Regions from separate parts of the Ovis aries genome. Here region 1 is linked to region 2. The links are chromatin contacts, called in public Hi-C maps. All regions are on one chromosome and are shown on one strand. Each heading gives the region's core, a stretch centred on a gene start, on an enhancer-like site or on the middle of the called end of the contact. The rest is flanking DNA. Distances are from core to core; before and after follow the strand shown. Region 1 overlaps LOC105614110 (a long non-coding RNA gene). Region 2 holds the start of EEF1A1 (eukaryotic translation elongation factor 1 alpha 1).

Region 1 (4,181 bases), core at 493-2,992, 59 kb after region 2:
AGAAAGATATTGATGTGATTTATGTCAGAGACTCTTCTGCCTATGTTTTCCTCTAAGAGTATTATAGTCTTTGGTCTTACATTTAGGTCTTTAATCCATTTTGAGTTTATTTTTGTATATGGTGTTAGACAATGTTCTAATTTCATTCTTTATAGGTAACTGTCTAGTTTTCCCAGCACCACTTATTGAAGAGACTTCAATATTCTTCAATATTCTTGTCTCCTTTGTCGTAGATTAATTGAGAATATGTGTATGGGCTTATTTGGGGGCTTCCTATTCTGTTCCATTGATCTATAAGTCTATGTTTATGCCAATACCATACTGCTTTAGCTTAATAGCATAGCCTGAAGTCAGGGAGCCTGATTTCTCAAGTTTCTGTTTCTCTTTCTCAGGAGTGCTTTGAGCTTCTCAGACATGGACGGCGGGCTCTAACCATCACCCATCTTTGCTGATAGCAGGAATGGTAGTTGCAGAGTCACTGTCGGTGTCCTTGGCTCCTCTGTTCCTCCCCCTTTTTAAATGTTTTCTATTTCAGGAATAGAAATAATGAATTATTATTTTTTTCCATAGAAGCAACTGAATCATATCAACATGCTTAGGTTTGTAGAAAACATCAAAAAGATTCATAGTGCTATAGAATGTGTAGCTATAGCTACACATCCCTTCATATCACACATGGAGCTGAGATAGTGATACAGAATTCCCAACTCGGTGTAATAGTTTGAGTCAGTGGGCTTATTTGGTTGAAGTTGGCACGGGGAGCCAAGATTGCTGGTGGGGTTCCTGTAAGCTGCAAAGACCTCTCCATTAACAGAGCATGTATCTTGGATCCCAGCTTTAACTAAGTCTTGTTGCCTGCATACTTGGGGGTATATCTGTGGCTACTAAGTGAGGTAATCTATGTGACAGTGAAATACACATGCTGTCACCTATCGTATGCTGATGTAGCTGATGACCAAAAAGAGACCTCTGTGAATGCCCTGCGACTAATGACAGAACAACTCAAAGCACAGCCGACACCTAAAGTAGCTTTGTTGCAGGGGGAAAAAAAAGTGCATAATCACACATATTGGGCTTCACAGGTGGTGCTAGTGGTAAAGAATCTGCCTATCAATGCAGGAGACACAAGAGACACCAGTTTGATCCCAGGGTCGGGAAGATCCCCTTGAAGTGGGTATGGCAACCCATTCCAGTATTCTTGTCTGGAGAATCTCCATGGACAGAGAAGCCTGGCGGGCTACAGTCCTTAGGGTCGCAGAGTCAGACACGATGGAAGTGACTTAGCATGCACGCACATCATACATATTGTATGGGTAATTTATACAATACACCAATTGGAATTTCCTCTGACAGCATCCCAATACTTTTCACAAACAGTTCTTGAGCATTAAAAGGCTGTATATCCTATCTCGATCACTTTCAATCTCAGCCAAACTTCTGTGGGAAGCTCAAGTTTCAGGCTGTGGAGTGAAGGTGAAATTGTGAAATACTCAAAGTGAGGGGCTATCAATGGCTCTAATGCAACACGAGGCCAGTATGCACTTGATCCCCTAGAGGCAGTGACCCTCGAAGGGCTAGCATATTTCAGTGGTTTCTGCTGAAGACAGCGTGACAGGAAGAGACTTAACACAACATTTAGGACAGAAGGAGGATTCCCTGTCCCAAGCGCAGCCTATCCCAGCGGGGAGACTGTGAGAGGAAAGCGGTCACTTGACTACTTTTCTAGTTCCTCACCGAGAAGCACAGGACTGGCAGGGCTGGACGTCAGCTTCCTCCTCCCCCTACGTCAAGATAAAGTGAAAGTAAGCTGGCACTCGGAAAACTACTAGTGTTCTTCCCCATCAAGGCACACGGAAAAGGGTGGCAGGGAAAGGGGTTACATTTCGTTTGGTTTCAGTACTTCCTGTACTCAAAGCTTGCCATAGCAGCGCTCTAAGAAATTACTTTCTGTGTCACCCTCTTAAAGCACAAACTTTTATAACTGGCTTTTCTTATGGTTGCTCTAAAAGAGGCATCTGAAAAGGTGTTGTGATCCACTTTACATTTCTATGACAAAGATTATTTTTTAAACAGAAATTAGACGTTGACCTCATATCTAGTCATCTGAGGCAGTAACATGCTTTTCCTGAGAGGAAGAGGAACCAGGTCGTTTCCTATAGGGCTCTTCCTGCCTTTAACTTTAAATACTTGACCACTGTTTTTCTGTTGGGGCAATTTTATTTAACAGTGATAAACTTCCCTCAGAGAAATAATTTACTTTGCAATAGGATCTAAATTCAAACATCTCTGATTTTTTGAAAATGAAACAAAGGCTGAAGCAGGAAGGACATTACAGTGGTTAACACAAACTGCTGACTCCAGCGTTGCCTCTGTTTCCTTCGTAACTCGGCTTCCTGAGGTCAGCTGGCATGCTTGTTTGCCCTGGATTTGATTGTTAGGTGGATAGTGACAATCTCTCTAGAAGGTTTCCAAGGCTGGACCCCATTGAAGGAAAAGGTTTGATAAATCAGGATGTGAACTTCCTGGGAGAAGGGGTTTGTTTTTGTCACACTGTGTTGCAGGTACAAGAACAAGCCCAGCACCTGATGAATGTGTGGAAAATACTTGCTGTATAGCTGGGAGAATTACTTTGCCTATATTGGGCTGAGCTATTCTCAAATACTTTCAAAACCATTCACCAATGACTGCCACTTACAACTTACTTTGAGGTTAGCATATCCTTTCTGTATTGAGTGTTATATTTATTCAGTTTATTTTTTGAGAAGAAAACAGTCTATTGAAAAAGTAATATATGAGTTAAAAAAAATCAATACATGTAACAAACATGTTATTCACTTGGTTATTTACCAAGTATTCCTTAAGCAGCTAAAATGTTGCTGTTCAGTCTCCCCAGCTCTTTAGGACCCCTGTGGTCTGCAGTACTGGGTAAAGGAATTGTTGGGTGGGCAGAGGGAAGTGGGGTGGGAGTGTTTCACCCTGTGGGAGCATCCTGGTTTGGGAGGTGGGATGTACTTGGACTAATAACCCAGCACAGGTGGGAAGTCAGGCAGAAGAGGTTCAGACTAAAGGCAGTGAGATTACTCGTCTATTCCAGGTGGAAACAAAAGCTGCAAAGCTCTTATTTGGGAGATGGCCAAAGAGATTTAAAAAAAAAAAATTCCAGAGTCTTAAAAAGACTGGAATGGAAAATACAGGTGGTTAATTATAAACAGGGTTGAGGGTGAGGTGGGAGATGAGGGAGGAGGAAGAATAACAAATAACTTCAAGCCCGAGCCTCATGACAGGGAGATGAAATACTTACCAGGAGTGAGGATCGTGATGGGAATGGTTAGTTATTGGGGGAACAGGGATGGGGGAGTTAGGCTGGATTTAAACTTCTCAGGTGAAGTGAAGACAGCTCACTGGGGATGTCCATTAGGCAGTGGAAAGCCTGGTGGGGATTACACAGTAGCTTGAGTAACAGGTGTCTTGTTTTTTAAGTGATATTTTTATGTGACTAGGTTATACTATTGCTTGGAGAAGGAAATGGCAACCCACTCCAGTGTTCTTGCCTGGAGAATCCCAGGGACGGGGGAGCCTGGTGGGCTGCCGTCTATGGGGTCGCACAGAGTCGGACGCGACTGAAGTGACTCAGCAGCAGCAGCAGCAGGTTGTACTATCGCATTTCAAAAGGTGAAAGTGAATCTCCTTTCCACCTCCCCACCCCGTAGACTATTTTTTTTTCTACAGAAGGAACTACTGTTTCTAGTCTCTTGAGTATCACTCTAGAAATATTTTATATATATGTGTATGTATCTATCTGAAAGTGAAAAGTGAAAGTGTTAGTCGCTCAGTTGTGTTTGACTCTTTGGGACCCCATGGACTGTAGCCCGCCAGGCTCCTTTGTCCATGGGATTCTCCAGGTAAGAATACTGTATTGGGTTGCCATTTCCTTCTCCAGGGGATCTTTCTGACCCAGGGATCAAACCCAGGTCTCTTGCATTGCAGGCAGATTCTTTACTATCTGAGCTACCCTATCTTTCTGTCATCTATCTATTATTGTGCCAAGCAGCACTGCTTGCAGGATCTTAGTTTCCTAACCAAGGACTGAACCCCAGCCCCTGGCAGTGAAAGCACTGAGTTCTAACCACTGGACCATTTTTATGTCCCTGGGAGAGTTTAGTATTTTTAAAAGTATTTAT
Region 2 (4,205 bases), core at 664-3,163:
TTTTCTTAATGTAGGTGCTGACTTCCTTAACAATTTCCTCGTATCTCTTCTGGCTATAGGGTGGCTCAGTAGAATCCATTTTGTTAACGCCAACAATTAGTTGTTTCACACCCAGGGTGTAAGCCAGAAGGGCATGCTCACGGGTCTGCCCGTTCTTGGAGATACCGGCTTCAAATTCACCAACACCAGCAGCAACAATCAGGACAGCACAGTCAGCCTTTGAAAGAAAACAAATCACATCCTGTTAAACTAAGTTCTTAAAAAGGATCCACAGCTCTGCCAGTGTAAAAACAGACCCAGAGTTATTTTCAGTAGTTTTTAGTCTCACAAACCTGGGATGTGCCTGTAATCATGTTTTTGATGAAGTCTCTGTGTCCTGGGGCATCAATGATGGTAACATAGTACTTGCTGGTCTCAAACTTCCACAGGGAGATATCAATGGTAATACCACGCTCACGTTCAGCTTTCAGTTTGTCCAAGACCCAGGCATATTTGAAGGAGCCCTTTCCCATCTAGAAAGATTAACCACAATTACTTGGTAACTAAAACATGAACTCCAACACGAAATTCTTTTCCCTAACTTGGAAAAAATGCTGGATTTCACTTACAACTGTACACTTAAGTGCATTTACCTTATTTTCAAAAGTTAACTGACTTAGCAAACTTTGCAATATACCTTTTAACTAGTAAGTCTAGACTAGTGGCTAGTTTTCGGAAAATTGCCACTCAAATGCACTTGCTCAGCCAATATTCATTCTAATTTTGCCTACCTCGGCTGCCTCCTTCTCGAACTTTTCAATTGTTCTCTTGTCGATCCCGCCACATTTGTAGATCAGATGGCCAGTCGTGGTAGACTTCCCTGAATCTACGTGCCCAATGACAACGATGTTGATGTGGGTCTTCTCCTTTCCCATTTTGGCTTAGGTTTAACGGTGGTTTTCACGACACCTAATTGGAAAGGGGTGGAGGTGTGTTAAACACTTTAAACCACTGTCTGGAAACTGAAGAAAAAGCTACGATCCAAACTCCAAGGGCAAATTCCAAGGAGCATTACAACCAGTGCCAAGCTGGCCCAACTCAAGTCTCCACCCATAAGCTCCACCGTCCAGATTCCCCTCCCCCACCCCATGTGTAGCTCTAGAACCTCGAGGCATCGAGAGGCCAGGACGGCACCCGGTCGGCCCCGGGGGGCGGGGGTGGGTGTCCCAAAGAAGCGGCGCCAGGCTGGGACCGGGCCGGGGCCTTTGTGCGGGTGACTCACCGGCCGCTCCCCGCCCGGGCCGCCGCGTCCTCCATTTTGAAGCCGTGCAGAGGGGCCGGGGAGCGGCCATCTTTCCGCGCACGCAACTGGTGCCGGGTGGGGCGGCGCTCTGCTCGCCCGGCCGCCACGGCTCTCCCGCCCCGCCTCGGGCCAGCGAGGCCGCGATGGCATGTGCGCGGGGGAAGCCGGCCCAAGTCCTCCGCGCCTCGCGGCCGCCCCCCACCCCAGATCCCGACGAGCGCCGAGAAGCCCATCCTGTCAGCCCCCGGCCGGCCTCGGGGGAACCGCCCCGGCCGAAAACCCGCGGCTGTGTGGAGTTGTTCAATAGTGTGTGTGGCGGCGGGGTGGGGGGAACCGGGCGGCAAAGCGCGGCAGGATCCACACGCAGCGGCCACGGTGCCACAGCCCAGGCCTCAACCCAAACACGAGGCGAAGGTACTGCGAGAAAAGCGCAAGGCCTCGAACTCTCCCCACCCCACCCCACCCCCACCCGCTCACACCCCGAAATTCGGGTCAAGAACATGGTGAAGATGCCCACGGGCGCGGCGGGAAGTACACGCACGCGAAGGCCGCGGCCGTCGGGGGAGGCCGGGCCCACAGAAGCCACACCCGGCACTCACCTGTGTCCTGGCGGCAAACCCGTTGCGAAAAAGAACGTTCACGGGGACTACGGCACTTATATACGGTTCTCCCCCACCCTCGGGGAAAAGGGCGGAGCCAGCACACGACACCACTTTCCCAGTTTACCCCGCGCCGCCTCCACCAGGCACCAGTTCAATCTCCATCCCCTCCCCCAACGTCTCGGGGACCGTAGGCGATGTACGGTCAGCCCACAGACGAGCGCTGGGCGCCCCGCGCATGCTCCTCTAGACCCAGAGGAGGACGAGAGCGGGTCGGTGGGGGGCGGGGACGAGCGCTCCCTCGGTTCCAGGGTAGTGGGAGTTTATCGACGGTCCCTGGGCTTCCCGGGGCAGAGGCGAGTCGTCCTTTTGTATGAATTACTCGCTGCACAGCTGGGGGGTGGGGCGGCGAGGAGGCGGCCGGGTGGGGACATCCAGAAGCTTCCCTCTATACCATTCCCGGTTTAACTGCAGACACCGATATTAGGGTAGCGCTTTAACCGATATTAGGGCAGTCCATCTCGCGTCCCCAGCCTTGCAGTTTCGCGGGTTCCGGACCAACTCCTCGAGCCTCCTGCTGTACCAGGGCTGGTGTCTCACCGCCTCCTACCCTCCGCGCCCCTTCCGACTGGAGAGAAGTCTAAGGCCCGGGGACCCGGGCGGCGGGCGAGGGCGGAGGCCGACAGAGCCGGAGAATCCACGACTGGTTCGGTTCGGAGGCGAGCAGCCGGACGAATATGCTCCAGAGGCGGCCTCTTTGCTTTCGCCATTCATAGCTTTTATTCAAAGTTCATACCACACAGTCACGCCATGTGGTACTCCAGATGTCCAGTTTTTCAGTTTAGAATAGACTTAAATCCTGCAGTTTGCTTTACTTCTAACTCTAGTGTTATTACATTAACGAAATCGTGAGTCTGTGCCTGGTCTTCTGGTACATTTTCCAGTGTACAGTCGTTTGATTGATTGCAAGCATGGAAAACCTAAAAAGAGTTTCTCATATTCAGCCTTTCCACATGATCTCATGTAGAGACTAAGATCTACAGCATCAGCAAGCTTATCCACGCAGTTTACAGTCTCCGACACTGCTGCGAAATCACTGCTTCCCAAAAATGGCCTATCCCGTCTAAGTAAATAGCTTTGTTTTCCCTCATCCTGTTGATTCTAACTACATTTTAGGCATAAATCTAAGGTGAGACTGGATGAGACCTTTTTAGTTTAGCAATAAGGGCAGACTCTCAGAAACACTCCTGCAGAAGAAGCTTTATATTTAATGAGCTTAATTACTAGATCATTTTCTTGGAGAAGAAAATGGCAACCCACTCCAGTACTCTTGCCTGGAGAATTTCATGGACAGAGGAGCCTGGTGGGCTGCGGTCCATGGGATCGCAAAGAGTCGGACACGACAGAGTAACTAACACACATTTTGTCTCTTCTTCCACATATAGCACATCAGGACAACTTTTTCAGCCAATCTGTTAACACAATTTGAGAACCTACTATGTGTCCAGGGCAAAGTGAAACTGTGGCACGTGCAAAAGAAGTACCTCCTTTTGGAGAGGAACCCACAATCAAATTAGAAGAGGAAAACATATATAAAACAGTGGGAAGCAGTTATAGGCAAATTTCCATGGTGTTTACTTTCAATTTCATTCTATAATACAGTTCTTCCAATCCTAGCTTCCAGTCACTTCTCAGAATCCAAATGCCTTTTTTTCTTTATAAAAGAAAGTCTTTTGTTACAGCCTTTGTACACATTCTTTGCAGCCACACATTTCTAAAAATCAAGTTTTTCTTTCTTTATTAGGAGTCTGTAGGCTTGTTTTAGCATTGATATAGTTTTCATGAAAGAAAGTAGGCCATATGAAGTTTCTCTAGAAACACATGTAACATCTGTTTCTAGCAACAAAAGCCTTTTCTATAATGTCTATATTTCTAGCTTTTCTTCTTCCACAAACTCTTTTTTCACAGTGCGTTTTCCTAGTGTCCTTACCCAGTCATATACATGTGGAATGAAATCATCTTGATATGCTAGTCCATGTTTGTAATAAGAAAGATGTAAGAAGTACAAGTGAAAATAAATCACTAGCAATAGAACAATGCAAATACCTCTGCTCTTATTAACTTGGAAATATTAATTAATGGCTAATCTCTTGGAACTATATTCCCACAGTCATATTTGTGTACAACAGTGATATTAACAGCACAGTGTTATTTCATATTAAGATTAGGTTGCCACATTAGATTTATTATTTTACACGCTTCTTTACCATGCTTTCTTTCCATACTCCTCAGATGGTTTAGGTGTGTACATTATTGGAGGTCAT

Evidence for each region. A called contact is a pair of places that touch in the nucleus more often than the background predicts.
Region 1: a contact with region 2 is called in a Hi-C map of hypothalamus, with 5 times the contacts expected there. The contact joins the enhancer-like site here to the promoter of EEF1A1 in region 2. A contact is called at or near these places in 11 of 16 Hi-C or Micro-C datasets (blood, hypothalamus, liver and 6 more).

The regions. Positions count from the first base shown.
Region 1 is chr8:255,724-259,904 of ARS-UI_Ramb_v3.0, forward strand. All of the region lies in intron 2 of LOC105614110 (a long non-coding RNA gene), which reads left to right. Among named protein-coding and RNA genes, the nearest start is that of EEF1A1, 59 kb to the left of the region's middle. Within about 2 kb of position 1,743, at least 34 of the 54 cell types and tissues checked have an H3K27ac peak or open chromatin away from gene starts, as enhancers often do. A contact at or near this core is called in hypothalamus, liver and tail adipose tissue, where this site is marked.
Region 2 is chr8:196,432-200,636 of ARS-UI_Ramb_v3.0, forward strand. It overlaps EEF1A1 (eukaryotic translation elongation factor 1 alpha 1), which reads right to left and starts at 1,914. Exons shown (of 8, transcript XM_027972283.3): 1 at 1,882-1,914; 2 at 771-948; 3 at 333-512; 4 at 1-217. The coding sequence starts at 914.